2 separate regions of the Rattus norvegicus genome follow, and region 1 is linked to region 2. A link is a contact called in public Hi-C data. All regions are on one chromosome and are shown on one strand. Each heading gives the region's core, a stretch centred on a gene start, on an enhancer-like site or on the middle of the called end of the contact. The rest is flanking DNA. Distances are from core to core; before and after follow the strand shown. Region 1 holds the start of Sox11 (SRY-box transcription factor 11). Region 2 holds the start of Silc1 (sciatic injury induced lincRNA upregulator of SOX11).

Evidence for each region. A called contact is a pair of places that touch in the nucleus more often than the background predicts.
Region 1: a contact with region 2 is called in a Hi-C map of prefrontal cortex, with 4 times the contacts expected there. The contact joins the promoter of Sox11 here to the promoter of Silc1 in region 2. A contact is called at or near these places in 2 of 12 Hi-C or Micro-C datasets (frontal cortex and prefrontal cortex).

Annotation. Positions count from the first base shown.
Region 1 is chr6:49,734,968-49,741,748 of GRCr8, reverse strand. It overlaps Sox11 (SRY-box transcription factor 11), which reads left to right and starts at 2,955. Exons shown (of 1, transcript NM_053349.2): 1 at 2,955-4,976. The coding sequence starts at 3,257. The coding sequence ends at 4,444.
Region 2 is chr6:49,551,516-49,558,489 of GRCr8, reverse strand. It overlaps Silc1 (sciatic injury induced lincRNA upregulator of SOX11), which reads left to right and starts at 4,701. Exons shown (of 2, transcript XR_354716.5): 1 at 4,701-5,237.

The DNA.
Region 1 (6,781 bases), core at 1,706-4,205, 190 kb before region 2:
CCAGTTATAATTATAAAAGTACAGCCATGGGGAGCCCCAGACAAATGTGACCATTAAGACTCTGAGAGTTAATTATGTATTCAGCAATGTTTATCCCTAACAGGGAAACCACATACCTCAGCCATGGGCAGAGAAAGGAAGTGTGTACTGGATGGATGTAAAATGGTACCTGGCTTACACTCTGCAACAGAAGCATTTTCATTTCACCAAATAAAACTGGAAAGATTAAAAACTACCAAAGAGTAAATGTCTCTTAGACAACAGCCCTTTAAATAGTTTATTCCTGCTGTTGATAATTTGACTTTTCCTTTTAGAAAAGTGTGTGCTGTTCTTGCTGGGTAGGGCTTCAACCACATTCCCTTTCTTTTTCTTTATAAAAGAAAATTTATACTTAGATTTTTTTCTCTTAAGGAAAAGAAGTGTATACAATATAATTAGAAAAATAAAAGATGTTTACAGATTTTTTTAAAAATCTTTTTCTTCCCTTCCCAGTCCTTGAATAACTAGAGAGGACATCAAAAAATGCGTGTGGATCCTTATTACAGAATATCAATCTAGCTGATCTTTTGTAAAAGCTCTCCTAAAGGGGAGGACAGCAGGGCTTGCTCTCAGGTCTGCTCCTGCAGCCAGCTTCTGGAATCCCCAGTCTCTGCCACTGTGTACTAAAGGACCCAGCAAGCCTCTCACTTGTCACTTTGAGCCTCTAGACTCCCACAGTAAAGCGCTGCCTCTTTAGCTGGGATCCACTTTCTCCAACAAATGATTCTTCAGTCTTTGAACACAAGTTCTGTGTGTTTTTGAGTGGCATCCCCACCCCCAGAGCAGCCTTCCGAGAACGAACACACACACACACACACACACACACACACACACACACACACACACACACACACACACAGAGGCTCTGTGACTGCCTCTCCTGAGGTCATTCATCTTCTGAAGCTGTGCACAATTTCATATCAGGAAGGTAGCAAAAATAGGTGCAGAATTTAAACTGCCAGACATTTTCAAACACGTTTTCTTTTAACCACATAAGATGTCAGGTGGTCTTTGAGGTTGAGGCAGGTGAAATGCCTCAGAGTAGCCTGAGGTGTATAGAGTAAGATCCTGTCTCTAAACAAAACAAAACAACAACAAAAACAAAACAAAACAAAACAAAACAAAACAAAAAACGGGCCAGAGAGGGCTGTGGAAGGGGAGGTCACATAGTAACAATGATGGTATATGCCCCATGCTTCGCAAGGGGAAGCTAAGACGAAATACCTCCCCGTATGTACAGTGTAGATTTCCCTTGTGATGGGGACTAGCTGGCCCCACCCCATCCTCTCCTGTTGTCCCCATTGCTGGGAAATCAGGCTGTTCACAGGAAAACAGGAGAGAATGTCTGGTTTGCCTCAAAGATGGATTTCCACACTCCTCTTGGGTTTTCTACATCTATAGACATCAGGTTAACCAGTATGGCTGCAAATTTTGGGTTCCAATGGCCTTAAACAATAAATAAAATGCCAACGTTATCAAGTCTGAGGACTGAGGTTAGCTTCAATATTACATGTGCTTGGGACAGTGCTTTTCTTTAGGGTGAACATGATAAGGGGGAAATACAGGGACCCCACCCCACCTCCGGTTTTTTTTTAAATAAAATGACCTAAGAAGACCTGGCACCATTGTATGTCCGGGGGTCGGGTGTGTGGGAGATGAGAATCGTAGTGCCCTGTGAAGTACACCAACCTGAAAGGAAGTGTGTTTAGATAATTCCACTAGTACCGGGCGGCCGATTTCTCGGGTGAGCGACTCCGGGTGGGGTGAGGGGCTGTAGATCTTAAGAACCAGTCCCCCAGCGCTGGGGGTGGGTAGGCATGAGGAAAACAGGGTGAGCAGCCAGGTTAAAAAGAAAGCAGAAAGACTTCTTTTCATTGTCCTCAGAAGAGCCATAGGTGGGTAAGAGACAACACAAAGAAAAGCGAGTTTCCAAGGAGCCCGGCAAAAGCAGTAGGCTGGAGCCGCGACTCCAGCGGCAGCCTTAGCAGGCAAATAAGAAATATCTTTGCTTTAAACGCGAGTACACCTCATTTTAGCTTTGGTTTGTACCGTTGGGTTAAAATAGCAAATGACCCAGAAGGTGCGTGCTGGGAGGCAGAGCCAGGGTTTCAGGACCGAGCTGCAGGGGAGGAGGGCGTGGGTGATGGACAGAGGAGGCGGGACGCGGGGGAGGTGGGGAGGTCTATGGAGTAGAAAGTGGGGGAGGGGCGGCGGGTGGCGATGCTGAGTCCCGGGCCCGTTGACCCGTCCCGCCTGAATCCCTGAACTCCTTTCGGAACCGCTCGGGAGCCGCCTGGACAAGGCGGTCTCTGCAGACCGTTACTCGGGCCGAACCGGGAGAGGCGCGCGATCCAGGAGGAAAAACGAGACGGGGAGAGACTGGACAAAACCCTGAGGGTGCGCGGGGGAGGAGGGCCGGGGGAAAGGGACGGCAAGGCGGCCGGGCTCCTGAAAGGGGGAGAAAAGGAACCAGAGGATGAGCCCACGTGCGCGGCGCCGCGCGGTGTCGAAGCGCCACCTTCCGCCGGGCAGGGGCGCAGCGCGATCTCGCGCGGGTTTAGGGCGCGACCCGGTCGGGACGAGCGGGAGCACCCACTCGCAGTGCCCGAGTGGGTGCATCTGCACCAGGGTTCAATCTATCGTCCCTTGAGTCCGCGCTGGTCTCTCTCACTCGGTCCTGCATCCGCCCCGGGGACACGCGCAGCTGTGCGCACTCGCGGATTTCTTTTGAAAAAATAACATATTTCTAGACAACCCCCCCCCCATCTTTGCAAACTGGCCAGGAGGCGGGGCTGGAGGTGGGGCCCGTGGTTAATAACGGGAGATAGGCGGAGTCGAGACCAGCTATTGGCTGGGGGGAGTAGTGATGTCACCCATATGACACCCTGATAACGAGTTGAGAGAGAGCCCTCAACTTTTTGCAGAAGAAGCGCGCGCGCCTGGGAGTGCTTGGGGTCCGGCGCTTGCGGCGGCTGCCAGGAGTGGGAGAGCGAGAAATCAAGCGAGTGAGAGAGAGAGCGCGCGCGGGTCCCGGGCCGCCGCCGCCTCCTCTCCGGTCGCCGCAGCCGCCGCCGCAGCAGGGAACGGGACCGGGGGGGAGGGGGGCAGCCGCGGACCCGCGGGGCCAAGGACTTTGCAACTTGCCGGAGAAGGTGGAGGGGCGGGAGGGGGAGGGGCGCCCGCGCAGGAGACCGAGCGCCCAGCCCCGCCGCGGACCATGGTGCAGCAGGCCGAGAGCTCGGAAGCCGAGAGCAACCTGCCCCGGGACGCGCTGGACACCGAGGAGGGCGAGTTCATGGCGTGCAGCCCGGTGGCCCTGGATGAGAGCGACCCGGACTGGTGCAAGACGGCGTCGGGCCACATCAAACGGCCCATGAACGCCTTCATGGTGTGGTCCAAGATCGAGCGCAGGAAGATCATGGAGCAGTCGCCCGACATGCATAACGCCGAGATCTCCAAGAGGCTGGGCAAGCGTTGGAAGATGCTGAAGGACAGCGAGAAGATCCCGTTCATCCGGGAGGCGGAGCGCCTGCGCCTCAAGCACATGGCTGATTATCCCGACTACAAGTACCGGCCGCGCAAAAAGCCCAAGACGGACCCAGCCGCCAAGCCCAGCGCGGGCCAGAGCCCGGACAAGAGCGCGGCGGGCGCTAAGGCAGCCAAGGGCCCGGGCAAGAAGTGCGCCAAGCTCAAGGCGCCTGCGGGCAAGGCGGGCGCAGGCAAGGCGGCGCAGCCTGGGGACTGCGGCGCGGGCAAGGCAGCCAAGTGCGTCTTCCTGGACGACGATGATGAAGAGGACGACGAGGACGACGAGCTGCAGCTACGGCCCAAGCCGGACGCAGACGACGACGACGACGAGCCCGCGCACTCGCACCTGCTGCCGCCACCGGCGCAGCAGCAGCCCCCTCAGCTGCTGAGGCGCTACAGCGTGGCCAAGGTGCCCGCCAGCCCCACGCTCAGCAGTGCCGCCGAGTCCCCCGAGGGCGCGAGCCTGTACGACGAAGTGCGCGCGGGCGGCCGGCTCTACTACAGCTTCAAGAACATCACCAAGCAGCAGCCTCCGCCCGCGCCTCCCGCGCTGTCGCCCGCGTCCTCGCGCTGCGTGTCCACCTCCTCATCCAGCGGCAGCAGCAGCGGCAGCGGCGCCGAGGATGCCGACGACCTCATGTTCGACCTGAGCTTGAATTTCTCCCAGGGCGCGCACAGCGCCTGCGAGCAGCCACTGGGCGCGGGAGCGGCGGGGAACCTGTCCCTGTCGCTGGTGGATAAGGACCTGGATTCCTTCAGCGAGGGCAGCCTGGGCTCCCACTTCGAGTTCCCCGACTACTGCACGCCGGAGCTGAGCGAGATGATCGCGGGGGACTGGCTGGAGGCGAACTTCTCCGACCTGGTGTTCACGTATTGAGGGGCACAGGGCTCCTCGGGAGGCAGTCGTGGCGGTCAGGATAAAGAGGATGGTGGGGGGAGGGGGAGAAGATGCTCATGGTCAGAGATGTGGCGCAGAGAAATTGGAAACGGTGATGAAATGTTGGAGTTAAAGTGAAATGAGTAGTTTTAAACAGATTTTCCAGGTTTTTTTTTTTAATCTTTTAATTTTTAAAAAAATTTTTTGGTCTCCCCACTCTTCCCTTCCTTTATCGTGTCTCAAGGTAGTTGCACACCTAGTCTGGAGTTGTGATTTCCCCCACCCGTAAAAAAATCGTGTTTTGTAATTTCTATTTCTTTTTCCTGAAATTCGTGATTGCAACAAAGGCGGAGGGGACCGGGCGGGGGAGGGGAGGAGGCCCCGCTCCGGAAGGCGCTGTTTGAAGCTCGTGGCTCTTTGAAGTCTGAAAGACGTCGGCAGAGGACCCTTTAGACGGCACAACTGTTACTCTAGGGAGTTGATATTTTTTTTTTCTTAAGAGATTTAAAAAGGAACTGGTGATTTAAAAAAAGAAAAACACAAAAAGGGACCATTGCAACCTTTTTATTTTCTTTTCTTTTTTGGAGGGAGAAAGCTGATGTCTTCTATGCATCCGATTTCTTAAACTGCAGGGAGCTTGAAAAAATGCAGTCTGTACAAACGCTTACAAAAATCATAACTGTGAACTGACTTAAGACCAGAGTTTACTTTTCAGATCAAATTGTTTATGGTTTTACAAATGTGATTTCTACTTGGCAACCTTTTTTTGGTAACTCGTTCCCTTATACCTCCTTGATTGAATACCTTACAGCCTAGACCTCAGTACAAAAAGGTATTGAAACATTTTTGATACATAACAGACCTCAATCTTTTTTAAAAATTAATATATTTTCAGGCGTATTTTTGTACAGTGAAAAGGGAACAATCTTGCTGTGTTTTTTCAGTAAGACTTTCAGGCACTTCTTCCCTTTTGATTTCTTTTTCTTTTTTCTTTTCTTGTTTTTGTTTTTCTTTCTTTTTGTTTGTTTTTTTTAGCATGCAAATATGTTGGTACGTTATGTCCTGGTTTAAAAGGATTAAAAATTTAAAAGTAATCCTTGCATCTAAAGGCCTTGTGGTTTAAAAAAAAAAGCAAACTTTTTTTGTACAGCTATAGTAGAGATTTGTTCAATATTTGTAGGTAAAGATTTATTGAAAATGGTGACCTAGACCTCAGAGCTGTTCTTAGTTTAAGACTGTATGTACTGTATCATAGTAGGACCTATGTATCTCATCGCTGTGATGTGTGGACGGGGCCCCAGACGGAAGGTTTGAAACTGGATACTCGATTTTTATCAAAAAGAAAAAGGAAAGGCACATAGTTTAAAATTTTCTCATTTTGTGCAATATAATCTAAATAAACAGACCATTGCATATTTAGTAGCAAATGGTGGCGAAACAGACTCAATGCACTGTCGAAGTCACCGCCGGGGTTTTTGGGTTTTTTTGTGTGTGTGTGCTGAAGTCTGTGTCTTGATTTTAATAAATCAGCAGGATCTGATAGAAGCTCGCATGGCCCATAGTCTCTCTTAAGTCCATCCCGGGGCCGCGTGTTCACAGATCAGCGGACGCGGGTGTCCGAGGGCGGATGCCGCTTCTAGAGCCCTTAGGCTGCCATGTAGGTGGCAGCCCGGTGTCCTCCCTTCTCACCCCGCCTTGCGTCTCCATTCCCGCCGTGAGCTTCGCGCCGGTGTGTGCGTGGCGAGTCCGGAGCTAGTGTCCACAGGGCTAGGCCTCCGCTTCTGGCTTTGGCTTTTTTTTTTTTTTTTTTTTTAAATCTCCACCCCCATCCGCGGGCAGCCTGGCTGCGCGCGCGCTCAATGGGATACAAGTGGAGAGGGCCGCGCCCTTCTGGGTTATCCACGCGGGTGGGGCAGGAGGAAAGCAAATGCGCCTAGAGCCGCCTCCACGGTACAGGGTGGCTTTGGTTTCTTTGATGGAGCATTTGCCTCCCGGGGCCCTCCACTCCCCTCCCCTAGCCAGCCTGTCCCTGGCGGTGTCCCGCGAGCAAGCCCAACTCCCCGGGGCCGCGGCGCCCGCGACCGAGGAACCCTTCCGGCGGTGAATTGAAACTCGGTGCCCAACAGCCCGACTCTAGACCCACAGAAACCGTTACGGCGCGGGCGCTGACCACGGGGACTTGGCCAATAGGGATCCAGGTCGGGGCCCCACGCAGGATGCGAACTGCAGGTAGAGAGCTCCTCTGAGCTGCTCGATCTCACAGCGCGCGTGGGTGGGGCGGCGGCCCCGTGTGGCTTTTTGGGACTTCCAAGCCCACCCCTCCCCCACAGCGCGCTG
Region 2 (6,974 bases), core at 3,452-5,951:
GACCGCTGGCTCATAGATCCTGCCAAGCCACCGCACAAGACTGAATGAGTAAACAGCGTGGCTTACCCACACAATGGGATATTATTATTCAGCCGTAAAAAGAAATGACGTACGATAGGATTCCATTACTAGAGTAATCCTGGAAGACATCATTTTAAGGGGGAAAAGCCGAGCACAAAAGGCTACACAGCACGTGATTAAACTGTAAACACTGCCCAGTACAGGGAAGTCCGAACGATGGAAAAGAAGCCATTGGTTGCTGGAAACTGTAGTGGGAAGTGATTACCGAATGAGTACTGGTGTTTTCAGGGGTGATGACCATGCGTCAAAGCTACCTAGTGCTGGGACGGCACTGAGTGTGAGACGCGTCTGAGTCACACCTTGTGTTCCCCATGCTCCCATTCCGGCCCTGTTCTTGGTGGGTTGGCCAGAGCAACATGCTCAGACCTCAGAACTGGCACACAGTTGCCATCTTCATTGCTGTGTCCTCAATCCCTACTCCCTGCATTGTCACCCCCACCCCTGCTCTGTCCCTTCCCACTTCTGTGCTGTCAGCCCTCACCCCTGCACATTCACTCTCATCCCTATGCTGTCTCCCCTCCCCTGCACCATCACTCCACCCCTGCACTGTCACCCCCCACCCATGCATTGCCACCCCAATACCTGAACTGTCATCCCCATCCCTTACTTGGCTAATACTTTTTGGCACATGCACTCATGTTTTGATGTGGAGCTCCTAAGACTGGTTTGTGGAGTTCCTCTTCCACCCCTCACTACTTGGAAGCCACTTGATGTGCCCAGGGCAATAAACCTTTATTTTTAAAAATTCCATCCACATGCATGATATTGTTAGTTATTCCTCTGCATAATAAGCTACCCCGAAGTTTAATGACTTAAAACAATGACAATGTTGACTTTACTCGCACGTGTGTAATCTGAGTGCAGCTTAATGGAACTTGCTCCTCTCTGTCTCATGTAGGCCCAGGCAGCCAATCTAGAAGCACAACCTGTCTCAAAGTTCTCTTACTCACTGATGTAAGTTGATGTCATCATTGACCAGAACCTCAGCTATGGTAATGGCTGGGACACGTATTCACAGCCAAGCCACATGACCTGAACTTCTTTATAGTATGATGGCTCAGCTCTAAGGTGAAAAGATCTGCAAAGAAACAGAGCCAGAGCTGTGAGTCATGGAGTGCACTCTCATCCTGCTGGAGATGCACCCTTAAAGTCAATCCACATCCAATGGAGGCAAGCTAGACCTCTTTTACTGGAAGGAACATCAACAATCTTATAATCTAGAGCCAGTGAGAAGCTCAGGGGAGAAAATACTTGCAGCACAAGGCTGACAATGTGGATCTGATCCCCTGAATGCCCTTAAAGGTAGAACCTTTAACCACATAACCTTTTCCTGGCAATCATGTACATGCTGTGGCATGTGTGCTACATGTACCACACACACACACACACACACACACACACACACACACACACACACACACAGCCTTGTGAAAATCAATACAAACACATTCCTAATCTAGAATAAGAGCTATGGAAGGCTTTTTGGGTTAAGACACCATCAAGCCTGACAACCTAAGTATGAACCCCGGAACTTACACAATGGAAGGAGAGCAGCAACCCCAGAAAGCTGGCCTCTGACATCCATACCCACACTGTGTGTCTGCATGCCTACATCCATTCACATGTGCACCCATAAACAAATAAATGAAGTATAATTTTCTTCTAAAAACAGGAGCTTCTATCCAAGAGCCCAGAGCCATCTTGCCCCCTGTAATATCCTCTTTATTCACAGTTAGTGTATTTTGTTCCTTAGACTTCCTGCTCCATGAGGTCATGCCAATTTTGCTCAGTGTCATATCATTAGCCTGTCATACTCTGGCTGAATAGTTATAAAATATTTCATCTGAACTGTGACCATGGCATTTGAGAGATGGTTAAATCAATGTGCCAGTGGATGATTGGACATGATATCTCTTAATGTTTATTGGTTCTTTTAGAAGGCTTTCAGTTTATTAGTCTGCCCCTCTGTGGGCAGAAATTAGGGCTAGGGCAGACCCTAAGCTGAAACAAGTGGCCTGCATACCCATCTGATTTGGTATCCAGGAGAATATGTAGATACTTTTGCCATCTGCTCTTATAGAGAACTAGACTGAGAGAAACAAAGCTCCAAATCCCTGAAACCCATGATATATAATTTTTTATCTTAATTGGAAATTGTCTCAATAACTATTGTTCTCTGAACATCAACCTGACCCATTAGCCAGCCTGGTATAGCTAGTCTCAAGTGAGGTAGATTCCCACCCCCAACCCCTCCCAGGAGATATTACCACAAATAGAGACATCTTACTGTCTCAACTGAGGATGGCACTGGAATCTAGTAAACAGAAACTAGCGATGTTGCTACGCAACCTGCGATGCACAAAACCCTGATAGACCAGAACCTTGATGGACCATCACCTGTCACCTTTCTTGCACCATGAAAGAATTAACTGGCTGCATACTAGATGGAGCAGAATTAAAGAGAAAGAAGATGAACCCCCACTTTCTATATAACCTGCCTACAGGAGATGGGATTAAAACAGGTGTCTAGGACACTAATCAGCTGTCTTCTCAGACTGCCAGTTGACTGGATAAAGTGACATTTTAAGATTCAATTTCCATCTTTGCTTTACTGGCCTCTGTAAGTGACAGGTAACACAAACTGAATTCTGATTTCATTAGCATCACTGTTGCTATTAAGAGTAGAGTAAATTTGTAACTATTTAGTAAGAAGTATATGGGACACCCATGGTTTAAAAGTTTTCTTATGATCCATATAGTATTGAAATATTGGGCCCCATGGTCAAATTTGTAGAGAGAAAGAGTTAAGACTATTGCTCTCTCACCCCAGAAAAATCATCTTTCTGCTTTCCTATCTATGTGCAATATTCCTTAGCTCGGATAGTTAATGCCACAGAAGACAAAGATGTTGAGGTAAAAATCTACATTCCAAGCCATAATGAACACTGACCGGATTCGTAACCTAGACAAAGTTGGATGTCTGGGTGCTGGTACGGTCTTGCAAACACAAGTGTGTTTTAAATGCCCACCAGAAGGAACATTACTCTAGACAGATTGTGAATGCACAGACTATGGTATTGTGTGCGGAGCTGAGCATACGGTAAGTCCTAAGTAACTGCTCTTGGAATGTTGTTTGAAGGAGACTCTATTGATTCATTTCTGTTGCTGTGATAAAATACCCTGACAAAAAGCAGTGCAGGAGGTGAAGGTTTTATTTTAGCTTAAAATTTCAAATACACTGTGATAGGGAAGTCACTGTGGTGGGAGCTTCAGAGAGGTGGTCACATCACATCCAAGAGAAAGTCAAACATGGAAAGACCATGAACACATGCATGCATTACTAGTCGCTTAGCTTGCTTCTTTCACTTTCATACCATGTAGCCCAGGAATTGGTGCTGCATATACTCGCAGTAGATCTTCCCAACTTAAGTAACCAAATAAGAGAAACCCCTCAGAGACACCCCACTGGACAACCAGTCCTTCAGTGAGACTCTTCCCAACCACTAGGATTGGCTAGACACAGATGTGTGGCATTATCTCAAAAACCTCAGTAGAATTTGACTTTCTTTAAAACTGTGACACTTCCATAAAGAGATACCTATAAGTACCAACAGGAAATAGGACTCACAGTCATGGATGCTCAACTTCCTTTAGATACAAAGAAGGGAGCAGTGTACATGACCATTGCCTGGGGAATCGTGAGAAGAGAAGACCGGGCCGTGGCAGCATGGGTTTAGTTAGTTTTCTGATTATTTTCTTTCCCTTATCTTTTTCCTTTATTTTTCTAATGCTGAGTATTAAGCTCAGGGTCTTACAAATGCAAGCTGTTTATGCCCTAGCCTAGTACTTGAAAACCACAGTTGGTTAAACCCGTAGCTGCATAGACCGTGGCTAAAGAGGATTGACTACAGCCAGATGTCGAGCAAAGCCAGCACCTGTAAGACAGTAAATGGGATAAATAGTCATGATAGAGTCGGAACCATTGGCTACAGCAGCAGTCACTGTATCTGTCGATCACATGGTGGACCGAGCATGGTTTCTGGGTGGTTTTGCACATATTTGCTTATTTATTACTCACAGGGATTGCACCAGCCCATGTCAAGCCTCATTTTCCTGTCTCACCAATAGGGATACTGAGGCTGTCGTTACTGAAACAGGGTGTTACAGGGCTAAGTGAGAGGGTGGGGATTCTGAACCCCCAAACCCTTCAGGATTCTTTCCTATGGTAGATAAGTTTGGTCAAATGAACCCCAAATACAGGAATGACAATGCTGTTATCTGTCTAGGCAGTCATATCAGTTAGCCAGGGACCAAATCACACCAACATCTGTGCAGTGACATCACCACTATACCAGGATCTCAGATCTCTGGAGCCTCAACTCTGTTCTTCTCATATAGCCCTTTACCCTCCAACCACACAGTCCTATCCTGGTGTGTATTTTTAACCTCTGAAGTGGCTACACGGTTTAAATAGCCGTGTCTCCTCCAGCAACTGTATCCTTTCCATAAGGAGTTTTAAGCAGATAAGTTAAATCAGAACAATATGTTGTGCAATAAGGGGAGGGCTGTAGAGCTGTTTTTGCCCAGGGGTGGGGGGGGAGCTTCAATGTGCAGGAATTTATGGAAGAACATGAAAGAAAATAAAGTATCTTCACACTTAAGATGATCTTTGATTGACTTAACTGATACCATTCGGAGGGGGTGGAGATAAATAGTCTTCCACCCAGATTCACTTTGCTCTAAGTGATGGCTTCCCTTTAGCTGGCACATTTTGCAGGGGTTGGTTGCGCGCAGCTTGGGGCATGAGCATTGTGGCATTGTGGGACGTTGTTTCAGCCTGCGACTTGAGGGTTATGAGCTCGGGGAAGAGACAGTTAAAGCTTCCTCGCACCAGCAAGATGAGTTGTACCACAGCGCTCATGCCAAGGTCAGCAGTCTGAGTGGAGCTGAGACACTTAATGCCCGTTCCAAGCAGTGCCAAGCACCTCTGGAAGCCCCTGCCTAGGACCCCAAATTTAGATTCATGCTGCAGTCTGGAGAGTGTTCTGACGGCTGCCGGGCTACAGGGAAAAGCACACTGCACACTGCCTCTGAAACGAGACAGAGCTCTCCAGGCTGGGAGTCTGAGGAAGCCGGACCTGAGCAGCGCTAGTCAGGTGAGTCGGGGATGGGGGACTCAGATAATGTGGGCTGTCTGGCCCATGCTTCTTCCCGTGTTGTTATGAACAGTCATTCTGCTGAGGCTGGCTGTTGCGGTGAAGCAGATTGATTCAGGAAGATTTCTTGTATTTCCCTAATTCCTTGTTAAAAAACAAGAACCAGGCTTAGCCTGCACTTGGATCATAAAGCCCCCTCCAAAAACAGGAGGATTATCTTAGAGGGGACCTAGCCAAGGAGGAATTGTAGTCCAGACTCTGCTTAGTCCCAGAAGCCCAGAATCTGATCAACATGTCCCCAGGGGGATTTCATGGGATGCTTCGAAAGAGACTGAGATGGTGACCGATACACTGGGGTGGGGGTGGGATGGCCAATTTCTAATTTGGAACCTATCCTAGACTTAACAGGAAGCTAGTTGGTATTAGGTGGAAAATATCACATAAGCTGTTAGTGTCTGAATTCTGCACAGGAAAAGATGATTATCCTTACTGCAGTGAGCTTGAGGTCCTTGGGGGATGGAATTACACCCTGGTTTGCATTTGTGTTTGCATCCCTGGCATAGGGCCTGGTGTTTGACACACATGAGAATGGCTTGTCATCCTAAAAAAATGATATGAGATTTGGGTCATAGCCCTAGCACATCGGAGAAGCGGCTTGGGGAACCGCTGAGAGCACATGGGAGACATAGAGCAGTACTCGTAGTAGAGGATCACATTAGCTTGGGTTGGAACAGACTTAGGCCAGCACATTGCCCTGGTGGCTGCAGCAAAGATTTTGGTGAGACTCCATGGTCTTGAAAGCCCAAATGGGGTCAGTTTACTAGAAGTGAGGTTCTGGACAGGCAGTGCTGGTGAACAGGCAAATAGTCTTGTTTTATTTTGCAGGAGGCTTACCCTGTCACAAGAGTTTGCTGTTCAATAATCATTCATTGACCCTTGTCTACATTTAGGGCCAGGTACAAGAACCCCATGGTATTGATGGAGGTGGATGTGTACTCCTGACCCACCTCTTGATCTTGTCTTGGAGGTGACGTGTGGGCTTCATCCCTTAGCAACGTGCTTGGGTTCTCTTTTCCTGCAGTCTCTGCTCTCCTGTCATCTTCACTCAAGCATGCATCATCTGCATTTGTTGTTTAAGCTTAGCCACAATTTCTAAAAAGCCCCTCCAGCTCATGTCTCTTCTTCCTGGAAGCATCCAGTGTCTGTGACGTATTAGATTATATTGATCTGTAGTAGCCCAAAGCTGATATTCCTCTAGGGTTGGGTCTATGATTCCAAGCCCCCAAAAGACTACCACCATGTGGCACACAGGATAGAGGACCCCATTCAACTGCGGGGGGAGACAAAGGGAATCCAAACCCTGGGAAACTCGGGAGGCTTTCCCAAGGAGTGTATCTGTGGGTGACATCCGGAAATGCAAACAGTGGAGACCAGTGTCCAGATGCTGCTGCAAAAGGCTGTAGTTCAGAGGCTATACAATGCATGGTTAGGGCTCACGGCAGGCTGCCTGAACACATAGGATAACATACAATAAGACCCTTGCTCTACACTGTATAGAGTGTGACTACAATCTACCTGAGCTTGAATTGTGGTACAGAGAGAACAGGCTGTAGTCTTAGCAGCACCTATCCTAGCACTTTGTGGCTCATACGTCAACATCAACACGGAGATAACTAGATAACCTTAAAGCTTAAATTTTTGTCTCATAATCAAATCCTAGGTTCATGATGTGGAAGC